Linked DNA regions of Hordeum vulgare: region 1 is linked to region 2. Evidence: chromatin contacts called from public Hi-C data. All regions are on one chromosome and are shown on one strand. Each heading gives the region's core, a stretch centred on a gene start, on an enhancer-like site or on the middle of the called end of the contact. The rest is flanking DNA. Distances are from core to core; before and after follow the strand shown.

Region 1 (3,137 bases), core at 288-2,787, 310 kb before region 2:
GTAGTCCATATTGAAATCTCTAAAAGGACTTATATTTAGGAACGGGGGGGAGTATGATTTAATTAGGTATATTCATGACTTCATGGTTTGCTGCAGAGACAGAGTCCATATAAGAAACTTCATGGTTTGCTGCAGAGACAGAGTCCATATAAGAAACTCTAGGCCCTTCCATTCTTAGTCCAAATATCACTGTGAGAGACCAAATTCTGTTGGAAGTCTCCATCTGCCTATATAAGATAAAAGCCCATTCCACTTCTGTTCAATTACATTTGCACCAAAAGCAAAACCATTCTGTTGGAACTCAACCAACTGTTTGAAGTTGGACATATACACAATAATGCCCAGTCAACATACTCTCGCTAACGGACACCGGCCTCCAACAAATTAGCAAGTCTGATACATACCTTTCACAAGTTTTGACTAATTAACAAAGGTGTTAAGTAACTATATCTAGCTAACGGCCATCAGACAACTTCCATGAACAAAATGATTTCGCTCCAATTGATTAATTTTGTCTAGTTAGTTGGGCACTATTAATTTTGTCTAGTTAGTTGGGCACTATTAATTTTCTAGTCTAGTACTCCCCCCGTTCAGAATTACTTGTCGCACAAATGAATAAAAATGAATGTATATAGAACTAAAATACATCTAGATACAACCATTGTTATGCCAAGTATTTCCGGACCGAGGAAGTAGTACTACAATGACATCACAAATGTTAATTACGGAAATTGGAACGAACGTACGAACGGCACAAGTGTTAAGTACAGTTCAGAAAAATGGTGTTAAGTAAGCACAAGCCGCAGCCGGGTTTCATCCATTCCGGTGAACTGAAATGTCCGTCAGCTAAAGTTCTCACCTGATGCAAGACCTTGACGCCGGCACGGTGGGCCTCGTCGACCCGCTCCTTGGGGAACTCGCCCCAGTACACCTGCAGCACGGCGAGCCTCTCCTCCAGCACAACCCTCAGATTCTCCTCGTGCGGGAAGGCCAGCACGATGGCCGCCCCGAACGGCTTCTCGGTCAGGCTCCTGGTCCTCCGTATCAGCTCCCTCACGTGATCCGGCGCCGGCTGCAGGCAGGTAGGGGGCTCCGGCGATTAGCCAAGACAGAGCGTAAGTGGATAGCAGAGAGGACAGGGAGATCGAGGTACCCAGTCGGGAAGGCGGAGGAGGCCTATGGCGCCAGCGTTGGCGACGGCGGCGGCGAGCTCCGGGCCGGAGATGTCGGGGCCGAGCGGTGCCTGCACGACGCCGTAGTCGAAGCCCATGATGCCCTTCCACCCCATTTTCTTCCTAGTCTAATAGTCAAGGCAGTTCTGCCGGCGGCCGGTGGCGGGCGGCGGATCCATAAATAGGCCGTGACGACGAGCCGTGAGCAAACAGCGAGCTGGGTGCTCGAGGTGACGAATCCGTCCACGGCGCCGGGCGTCAGTGGGGACAACAAGAAGCTACACCGCAAGGGCGTGTTGACATGGAGTAGGTTTTCCCCCACATGGCGGATTGACAAGTAGGTCTGGAAATCCACAACAAGAAGCTACGCAGCAAGGGCGTGTTCTAACCTATGCCACGTAGCCAGCGGATAGTGTTTAGAGTATCTCCAACAGACGCGCTATGAAGGCGCGCGCTAAAAAAATTTACCGCGTCAAAATAACGTTTTACAGTGCCGGATGACCGAACATCTCCAAAAGACGCTAAAAAATATCCCGAAATCATCCCTGCCCCGCCATCTCCAGCGGACGCCCAAAATCATCCTTGCCCCACCATGGCCACGCCCTGCCCCGCCGGGCCGCCGGGACCTGCTCCGCCCCGCCCCGCCATGGCTGCGACCTGCTCCGCCCCGCCGCGGCCTGCTCCGCTCCGCCCCGCCCCGCCATGGCCGCGACTTGCTCCGCCCCGCCGCGGCCTGCTCCGCTCCGCCCCGCCGCCGTGGCCGGCTGGCAGGCTGGCGCGCGCACGCGAGGTTGCCGGCAGCGGGCGCATGCACGGAAAGGAGTTTCAGCGCGCACGAAAAGTCCAGCGCGCACGAGCTCGCGCACGAAATATACTGCGTCCGATTCAGTTTTCCCCAACGCGCTGAACATTTTTTACGGCGTGCTCTATTATACAGCGTCTGTTGGAGTGCAATTTTTAACTCCGCGCGCGCTAAACTTGCGATTTTTTGGGCACGACGCTAATATTGGGCGTCTGTTGGAGATGCTCTTAGGGTGGGGCAGCGAGCTTGTGGATGGCCGGAGACGGAAAACTGTTTAGGGTGGGGCAGCGCTTCCGTGCGTGGGTGGGCAAACGGCAGTTCGCGATGCCAAGATACGATAAGGGAGCCTCGTGGTTCGGGAAACTGGATTTCCATGCAACTTCGTGTCTCTAAGGCATCTTCAATGATTGTAAGATAGTGGTTGATAGATTTTGACACATACGATTTTTAATGATGTGTAATGCAACAAATGCGGAAAGAGATCAATGTTGTATGTAAATTAACCAACACCTTTGCACAAGCTCCAATGTAGAATGAGAGAGCATCTTATTTATTATCTCACATCCTATTGGGCAAACTAGATATAACCTATTGGAGTAGTTGTATGTTAAAGTCTTGGTTGATGACATGGCATATTTTACCAACAAGTTAACCAACAAACTATTGAAGATGCCCTAAGCTGACCCCGCATCGTACGCCAACGTCCTTGTCTCCATCACTCTTTCCCGAGCCGACCTCGCCGCTCCTCTCTCCCACAGTCGACCTCGTCGCCCTCTCCTCCCTTCCCTCACCTTCTATACGCTGGCAAGGTGTTCCGTCATTGGATCCGGCCGTCGGGGGCTCTCCACCAGCGACGGGCTCCTCCTTCGCCAGTGGCAGCAGCGCCGCCTTGCAGGGTTGGGCCGGGAGCGGCATGTGCGTTGACCTGGCCCGTCAGCTCCAGCGTGGAGGAGGACCTATTGTGCACGGTGGCGACTGGAGGAGGAGTACGATTCGCCAACAACCGTGGCATCTTCTTCAAGTACAGATCTGCTCCTCGAGTTTGTTTCCTACATTTGCCTCCCTCCGCTGATTAGCTTTCGTTCCATGATGTTGTTGTGTCTTCTGGCATTCGGAGGGTTCTGCTCGGGCACAGCTGCGTCGTTCCATTCAGCAACGATGTC
Region 2 (3,104 bases), core at 92-2,591:
AGGGATCAAGAGGGGAAGTATGCGGAAGCGTTCAGATTTTTAATCTTAACAAAAAGCAACAACACGTTATATTCGAAGCCTGGCCTTTTGTGATAACGACGAGATCTAGGTGGGATGGTTAGTGTGGTGTCGCACGTCAATGAGATCGGGGGTTCGATTCCACTCCTCGCCCTTTTATTTTTCTCGCCATGAGATAAATGTTCGTTAGCGATCGTGCGATCCCGATCCTGCGGCGCCGAGTGCGTGCAGATCTGTTGCAATATTGGAAGTTAGAGCATCTCTAGCAGACCCGTATAACGCCGACCCGTAAAACACGTTTATAGTTTGCAAAAAAACGGTTTTACGAGCCGGCGCGGGGAAGGGCAGAGTCAGACCCCGCAAAATAAACCTGTAAAAAAGGATATTCGCGCAAGATGCTTTTTAAGGGTTGGCTCGAGCTACGGCGGAACAGAGCCCTTAAACTTAAACTGTAAATCGAATTTTCGTTTACATTTTCCTCCACATCTTCTTTCTCTCGCTCGTGTCATGATCAACTAAATTTGTTCCTAAATACGGAGTTGCCAATCCCTGAATCCATCGAGAAGCTAGTAGCTCCTCTGTCCATGAATCTATCCACGAGCTAGATAACTAGCTCCTCCGTTCACGAGTCCATCCAGGAGCTAGCTAGCTAGCTAGTTCTTCCGTCCACGAATCCATTCAGGAGCTAGATAACTAGCTCCAATGTCCACGAATCCATCTAGAGTTAGCTAGCTCCGCTCGTGGAATTCATCCAGGAGTCCGGAGCTAGCTAGCTAGCTTCCATCGCCGACGCCGAATCCAGTCAGGACGAGCGGGGCGGCGTCATGGGACGGTCGGCCGATGTTCGGGGACGTCCGGGGCGGCGTACGGTGGACGTGGACCGCGGATGCGAAAGTTTCCGTGGCACGCTCTCGCCAATTGCTTTATCTCCATATAAGGAACAGTAGAAGCGGATGCGAAAACTGTGTTTTGCAGATCGGGAGGAACTTTTTACCGTGTCCCGTAAAAATATTTACAGATCCGACACGTTTACAGGGTTTGAACGAGCAACTTTTTCATACAGACATATATTTTGACGACTATTTTACAGCTCAAAACATTATACGGGACTGCTAGAGATGCTTTTAGCATTCACGTTGATAAAATTTATTTGCAACCAAACAGACCCTATCCCACATGACAGGTGGGCTGCATGCCGTGCGCCGAGCTAGAAACGCCGGAGCTACAGTGCCCATACCGTCAGACACCTGGATCCAAGACAAAAGTAGACAGGCACTGCCAGTCCGCATTAATTATCAAATCCGAAACCACGCAAGCGAACGAGCAAATCGCGATCGGCTCCACTGTACAGAAGAGATGCTGGCTCCGTGCACCCAGAGGGCCGCACCTCCACTCCTCGCCTCCCACGCCCACTCCCACGCCCACTCCTACCGAGGCAGTCCACACGCCCCTCGGCTCCCTCCTCTCAGGTTCGTTCCTCCGATCGACCTCCATCCCCGAGCGCTCTCCCGGCTCCAGCGTCGATCCGCGATTCCGGTCTGGATCCCTCACCGCGCTGAGGTCATCGCAGGTGCTTCCGCGCGAGTCCTCCGCCCGCGGCCGCGGCGGGGGTGGTGGCGACGATGGCCGCGCCCGTCGGGGAGATGGTCTGGGTGCGCGTACTGGAGGAGGGGGTGTTCCGGTTCGACGCGTCGGAGGGCGCGCGCTCCGCGGCCGGGCCCAGCCTGTCGTTCGCCGAGCCGCGGCGGCGGGAGGAGCCGCGCGAGGGCGGGGATCGTCCCGCGGTCGTGCCGGCGTGCGAGGTGGCCGGGAATGTGCAGAAGGTCGTGATTAAGGTATGCGTGGTTCGCACAGACGTGCTACTCTTTTACTGCGAGTGACTCTCTGGCTGGAGGATGAGAAAGAGAAGCATGTGATGCTGATGCGCGCGTGTGGTAATTATTTTGGCAATGTCGACGTGCTTTTATGTGTTTGATCTGCGGGTGTCGTATGGATTGTGTTAATGTCATGCTTAGGGATACTGTAAAATTGTTCATTTTAAACCTGGTCTTTCACAGCAAAAAAAAAAACCCTGATTGATAGAACGTTCTGCTACCAACACTTGAAAAGGCTGCTTTCAAGGCAAGTTACTTTTGGAAACAAGGGGGAAAAAGCTAGGTCAGTCCAAGGAAAAGTTAGGTAGTAGCCAATCCTCGAACGTATCATCGAGAAATATATCATATACATATTGCGTTGGATTGCCTTTGCATGTTCGCTTGTCACTGGTCCAACATGTCCTTCCTTGCTTAGCATGACGATGCCCGAGGAACCTGGCGTATCATCTCTTCTCTTGAAAATGAGTCGTCCTCGACACTGTGACAGGGAGAGAGATCGGTGATGTTGAACGTGTTGCTCGCGGAATACTTGTCCTTGGGAAGGTCGGTCTTGTAGGCGTTGTCATTTGAAGGATTTAGGAAGGTCCATCTCCTCTAGGCATAAGCTTGGACTTCCTCTGCTTTGGGAATTGCTTCTTCTGAAGGTGTACCTAAGCGAGATCATCGGGGTTGAAGATCGTCAAACATCAGTTCTTGTTAACCTTGGCGGCTTGGTGTTGCACTTGGTGCTTGATGTTGGCCTTGGTAGACTCATGGAGCTTCTTGATGTACGCTCGTTTGTTAGCATCCATACGTGACCTCTCTTGGAATGATAGTGGAAGTAGATTGAGGGGTGTGAGTGGGTTGAAGCCGCACACCACCTCAAATGGACTCTTGCATGATATTGAGTGGAGAGCGCGATTGTAGGTGAACTCAACATGTGGGATGCATTCCTCCTATGACTTCAAGCGTTTCTTTATCAAAACGCAGCGATGTATGGTGGTGCAGCGCTCATGTTGCGAGCGGCGATTGGCAGTTCTAGGCCTCGGCACAATTTGCGGTCGGAAGCTCATAGTCCACGATGCCATCGACTTGCTTCTCCAAAGTGGAAGAGGCCCAATTCTTCCCATTTTCTGCAGAGTCAGATTCTCTTTTCCTGTGGCAGGGGTTTGGTAGGCTTAGTGTGCTTGGTGCTTCTGTGGATGGCATCTAGGCCAGGGTCTGTTTGGTGGC

Evidence for each region. Hi-C and Micro-C count contacts between places; a contact is called where the count stands out from the background.
Region 1: a Hi-C map of seedling shows a contact between it and region 2, with 5 times the contacts expected there. The contact joins the promoter of LOC123440029 here to the promoter of LOC123440019 in region 2. A contact is called at or near these places in 2 of 6 Hi-C or Micro-C datasets (leaf and seedling).

What each region holds. Positions count from the first base shown.
Region 1 is chr1H:394,979,869-394,983,005 of MorexV3_pseudomolecules_assembly, reverse strand. LOC123440029 (NADH:quinone reductase) reads right to left here and starts at 1,537. Exons shown (of 6, transcript XM_045116627.1): 1 at 1,154-1,537; 2 at 860-1,072. The coding sequence starts at 1,288.
Region 2 is chr1H:394,674,078-394,677,181 of MorexV3_pseudomolecules_assembly, reverse strand. It overlaps LOC123440019 (alpha-glucosidase 2-like), which reads left to right and starts at 1,341. Exons shown (of 23, transcript XM_045116615.1): 1 at 1,341-1,487; 2 at 1,589-1,853. The coding sequence starts at 1,375.